2 separate regions of the Oryctolagus cuniculus genome follow, and region 2 is linked to region 1. Evidence: chromatin contacts called from public Micro-C data. All regions are on one chromosome and are shown on one strand. Each heading gives the region's core, a stretch centred on a gene start, on an enhancer-like site or on the middle of the called end of the contact. The rest is flanking DNA. Distances are from core to core; before and after follow the strand shown. Region 1 holds the start of CHMP6 (charged multivesicular body protein 6). Region 2 holds the start of ENDOV (endonuclease V).

The links. Hi-C and Micro-C count contacts between places; a contact is called where the count stands out from the background.
Region 2: a Micro-C map of ear pinna shows a contact between it and region 1, with 5 times the contacts expected there. The contact joins the promoter of ENDOV here to the promoter of CHMP6 in region 1. A contact is called at or near these places in 2 of 6 Hi-C or Micro-C datasets (ear pinna and an unstated tissue).

The regions. Positions count from the first base shown.
Region 1 is chr17:1,488,882-1,491,594 of mOryCun1.1, forward strand. It overlaps CHMP6 (charged multivesicular body protein 6), which reads right to left and starts at 1,462. Exons shown (of 8, transcript XM_051830527.2): 1 at 1,303-1,462; 2 at 401-510. The coding sequence starts at 1,365.
Region 2 is chr17:1,929,205-1,931,938 of mOryCun1.1, forward strand. It overlaps ENDOV (endonuclease V), which reads right to left and starts at 1,345. Exons shown (of 9, transcript XM_051830611.2): 1 at 1,154-1,345; 2 at 632-803. The coding sequence starts at 1,209.

The DNA.
Region 1 (2,713 bases), core at 212-2,711:
CCCGCCCCGCCCTCCTTCCCGCCCCCGCCCCTCACTCCTTCCCGTCCCAGGCCCCACCCCTGGCCCCGCCCCCACTCCTTTTCGCCCCGGCCCCGCCCCCGCCCCGCCCCGGCCCCCGCCCCTCACTCTTTCTGGCCATCCCGCCCAGGACCCGCCCCCGCCCCGCCCCTCACTCCTTCCCGCCCCGGCCCCGCCCCCGGCCCGCCCCTCACTCTTTCCGGCAGTCCCTCCCAGGCCCCGCCCCGCCCTCCTTCCCGCCCCCGCCCCGCCCTCCTTCCCGCCCCCGCCCCGTACTCCTTCCCGCCCCGCCCCTCACTCCTTCCCGCCCCTGCCCCGCCCTCCTTCCCGCCCCCGCCCCGCCCTCCTTCCCGCCCCGGCCCGCCCCCGGCCCGCCCCTCACTCCTTCCGGCCGTCCCGCAGCAGCTGCCGCGCCAGCGCCCGCTCCCGCTCCAGCTGCTGGGCGACCCTCCTCTGGTACTGCTTCAGCTTGTCGCGCTGCTGCTTCAGTTGCTGCGGGGAACGCCAGGTCAGCCCGGCCACCAGCAGGGGGCGCTGCCCGCAGGCGCCACCTGGTCCTGCGTCCTGGGCCAGCCCCAGCCGGGCACGGAGTCGCGCGCACGGCGGCGTGGCCCCCAGCCCTCCCCGGTCACGGGGGGCTGCAGGCCGGCTGCCCGCGAGGACCCACGGCGGCTCGGCCCTTCCCAGTGTCGCCGTCCGGATGCGGGGGGGGGGGGGCAGGCCCTGTCTCTAGCCGGGACCAGCGCGGGGGGCTGGGCGGGGCTCTGCGCCCTGCGCTGCGGCGGTGCCCACTCTGCCACCCCAGCCTTCAGAGGCCGCGTGGCCGGAGCCCGCGGGGGCCACGGCCTCGGGCTGGACACCGGGTCCTGTCTCAGGTCAGAGAGAGGCCCGAGGCAGGGGGCTTGGCTGCGGGCTCAGACCCCACCCGGGCTGCCCGCGCCCCGGGGCCCTGCACCCACGTGGGGGCCCGCCGGCTCCCGGCGGGGACCTGGGGCGGACCCGCGGACGGAAGCCGACCCCTCCGCCAGTCCCCCGGGAAAACGGGGGCGCCGGGCGGCCACACTGCCCCTTGGGGCGGGCGCCTGCCGGGCCTGCCCCCCAGCCCAGGAAACGCGTGACCGCCGCCCCTTCGGGGTGCGGGCACCGCCCTCCGCCCGCGCCACGGCCCTGGGGACCCCCGGGCGGCCGGCGCACGGGGTCCCCCACCTGCTGCCCCGCAGGACCGGACCAGGCCCCGGCCACGCCCACCGAGGCCTCCCGCCCGCGCCCGGGCCGGCCCCTCACCAGGATGGCCTTGTCCTGCTCGGTCACCCGGCTCTGCTTCTTGCGGCCGAACAGGTTGCCCATGACGGCGCCGCACGGCCCCGCGCCCCCGCCCGGCGCGCCCCGGCCCGGCTCGCCCGATCGCCGCCGCCTCGCGGCCGCCGTCGGAGGCGGAGCTCGGACGACGGCGGCCGCGCGGGGCCGTGCGCCGCGGAACGCGAAGTCGCGCGCCCGCCCGCCCCGGCGCGCCTCGGGTTCGAGTCCGCGGGCCGGGCGGGCGGCGGCGCGGGTCATCCGACGTGCTTTCTGCGCAGCCCAGCCCCGCAAAAGACCACGCTGGCCGAGACGGGCGGGCGGGTGTAGACAGATAGGAAGTTGAGTTCAAGTTCACGGCGCCGGCACCAGCAAGTGTCCACTGGACATTTTGGACTCAGAAGTATTTTTTTAAAATATTTATTTTATCTGTTTGAAAGACAGTTACAGAGAAAGGTAGAGACAGAGAGAGATTTTCCATCCTTCAGTTCACTCCCCAGATGGCCGCAATGGTTGGAGCTGCGCCAGTCCGAAGCCAGGAGCTTCTTCCGGGTCCCCCCCGTGGGTGCAGGGGCCCAAGGACTTGGCCATCCTCCACTGCTTTCCCAGGCCGCAACAGAGAGCTGGATCGGAAGTGGAGCAGCCGGGACTCGAACCTGTGAGCATATGGGATGCCGGCGCTTCAGGCCAGGGCTTTAACCCGCTGCGGCACAGCGCCAGCCCTGGACTCAGAACCGCGCGGCCGCTGCTTCTCCCACCGCAGCCGGGACTCCCGTCCCTGGGGGTCGGTGCCAGGGAGGCCAGCGGGGCTGCTGACCCCCTCGGGAGAGGACGCGGCCCCTTGCTTCCTCGTCCCTGGTTTCTGCCCGGGATCCACCCAGCCTCTGTCTAGACGCAGGGCCAGTTACGTGGGAGGGAGGGGTCCTCTGGCCCCCTGGAGCCCTCCCACCTCGCCTGCCCTGGGGCAGACCTGGGCGGGGCTGCGGGAAGGGTCTGTGGGCTCCTGGGGCCGCTCCCATCAGCCCCCGGGGTGTTCTGGGGCCCCGGGAACCGGCGGCCAGTGGGAGCCAGCGTGTTGTGTGGGCACTTGCGGCCGGGAGCAGGTGCATGTCCCCGGGGGGCCTGCGGCCGGAGCAGGTGCATGTCCCCGGGGGGCCTGGCTGAGAGCTGAGGCCCCGCCGCCTGCCCCCGCCTCGGGGGCTGCCGACTGTCAGCCTAGAGGTCTTGTTCCGTCACCCCGGGGAGCGGGAGCCCGGCCGTGGGGTGAGCGGGGCCCTGCAGGCTCGGCCTCCTGGCTTCGGCGCCCGGGTGTGCGGGCCGGCCTCCGCCATCTGGCCAGGACTCAGATTCCGAGTTTCCGTGGACCAGCAGTGAGACGGGGCCCAGCGCCCCCACCCCG
Region 2 (2,734 bases), core at 95-2,594, 440 kb after region 1:
ACGGTGACGGCACTGTGACGGGGCCTTGGGGAGGTGACCAGGTCACGCGAGGCCACAGCACGAAGCTGACAGGGCCACCTGGCCGAGGCCCTCACCACTGACCATGCTGGCACCCCGAGCTGACCGGGGAGGGAACCGAGAGGGGGGCTCCTGGCCCACACCGGGCGGTGGGGGGTGGGCAGGCGTCGGCCACGTGATGGAAGAGCAAAGCTGGGGAAAGACCGGGCAGCCAGACCCGAGTGGCCGAGCAGGGGGAGGGCGGGCGCCGGTGCTGGGCGCTGAGCCCGCAGGGTTAGGGCCGCAGGGCATTCACCACGTGACCCGACCCCTGGTAACCCCTGGCTTTCCAGGGACAGCGCTCTGCAGGGCAGGGGGCTGTGCCCAGGGGACGGATGCTGGTGGGCGTGAGGGGAAGGCAGGGGTCCTTCCCAGCGGGGGCACCCAGGGGTGTGCTGCCGCCGCCTCCGGGGTGAGGAGCCTTGACCACGCCAGACGCAGGCAAAGACCAGGAGGTGGAGCCTTGACCATCAGAGGATGCCCTTCGTGTCTCTGCCACTCAGAGGCCCCCGGCCACGCCACGCCGGGCCGGGCCGGCGAGGGTCCGGGCCCTGGGGCTGCGCCGCCCGGTTACCTGGAGCTCGGGGAAGCTGAGCACCACCAGGGACGCGCAGGCGCTGGCGCTGTCCCCTTTCACGAAGGACACGTCGGCGCCCCCGACCCTCCGCAGCCCCGAGAAGCCGGGGTCCCGCTGCCACGCCTCCGTGTCCCGGTCGACGACGCGGGCCCGCAGCCGGGCCTGCTCCCTAGGGGGGCGGACGGGTCACAGCGGGCCGCGGCCACTGCCAACCCCGCGCTCCCCTCCGCGCGACCTCCCTCCCACCCAAAGCGGGGCCTGCCCCGCCGCACCGCACCGCGAGGCGCCAGCGGACCCCGCCCACGCGCGCCCCGGACACGCGGGGCCGGAAGCGGGAACCACGCCGCCGGCGGACTACAACTCCCGAAGGCCCTTTCGCCCTGGCGCCGGAAGCGGTTCCCAGCCTCGGCCGCTCGCGTTCCGGCCGCGCCAACGCCACAGCCAGGGATACAGGGTCCGAGCGCCGGCGGACAGCAGCGTGGCCCCGGCCCCGCGCCCGCGTCTCCCGGATCCCAGTACCGTTTCCAGAGCAGCAGGGTTTCTTCCGGGGGCCGCTCCGCCGCCTTCTGGGCCATGGCTGGGCCCCGGTCGCCCTTCCGGAAACGTCACTTCCGGTGCCCCCGCGCAGGCGCCGCCTTCCTCGTTGTCATGGCGCCGCGGTGCCGGGACTTTCGTGGCGTGAACGCGGGGCCCTGTGCGGCCGCACACGCACGCCTCCGGCCCCGAGGCGACCCTGCGCGCCATGTGGCCTGGATCTGTTCGCCGCGGACGGCCGGGGCCGTGGCCAGCGAGAGCAGCCGCCGGACCGCCGATCCGGCCGCCCGTCCCACCCGGCGTCCCTGTCGCCGCCGCCTCGGCTGTGCCCCTGGCGGCCCCAGGCCCTGTGGGGAGCGCGCCGGGCAGCCCCTCTGGCTCCGGCTGGACCCCGCTCCCTCAGAGCAACGACAGCCAGCCGCGGCTCCCGGCCTCGGTGGCCCCCGGGGCCCCGGGTCTCCCTGCGCGCGGCTCACCGGGGCCGGATCTTGCTGCGCAGGGACCCTCGCGCGCCGAGGGAAGTGGGGCGCGTCTGGAGCTGGCAGACCCGGCCCGAGCTCCTCGGTTGAATGAGCCCGGCGCCCCCGTGGGGCCGACGCCGAGCCGGGCGCTGGGGTCACGGCTTCGTCTCGTGGCTTCCCGGCGCGTCAGTGATCAACAAGATTTATTTATTTATTGGAAAGAGAGAGGAGAGGCAGGGAGAGAGAGAGAGAGGTCTTCCATCCGCTGTTCACTCCCCAGATGCAGCCAGGAGCTCCATCCGGGTCTCCCACGCGGGTGCAGGGGCCCAAGCACCCGGGCCTCCTCCACTGACCTCCCAGCACATCAGCAGGGAACCGGGACTCGAACCCGCGCCGCAGGTGGCAGCGTAACTGACTGTGCCGCCACGCAGGTCCCGGTGATCCACACTGCCCCTCCCCGGAGCCTGCAGGAGGCTGAGCACCTCGCCCAAGGTCGCTGGGCTGGGACTGGGAGCCACGGGGCTCCCAGAGGCCCCGCTGGGTGGTCTGTGCCCACTTTGTTGTTACAGAGTGGCCAGGACCCAGGGGCCCTCAGGTGTGGTCACTCAGTCCCTCGCGGCCTGAGCTACCGGAGAGCTACTGGGGCTAACCCTCCCCTGAGTGCAGGTGTGAAGGCAGGGGCCAGGGTCTCCGGGCAGGGCAGCCCGTGCCCAGCAGGGGCCCTGATGGCCGCCCTGGCCCCTGATGTCTTTCCAGGACACTCCCTCGTGCTCCGAGGCGAGCAGGCAGCTGGTTCTGTGGCTCAGGCCGGTCCGCCTCCACCCAGCTTCCTGCTGGTGGCCTGGGGAAGGCTTGGGCGCCTGCACCCCCGTGGGAGGCCGAGGGTGGAGCTCCTGGCTCCCACCTGGCACAGCCCTGGCTGTCCTGGCCTTTGGAGTGAATCCCAGATGGAACAGCTCCTTCACTCTGCCTTTAAGTGAACACATACACAAACCCAAATTAAATAAGCGAGCAGAGCAGGCGTCCTCGGTGCCCGCCTTTGTTTTTCCAGCTGGGAACCGGATTCCTCCTGTGTGAGCAGAATTAATGAGCCCCGAGGGGTGGG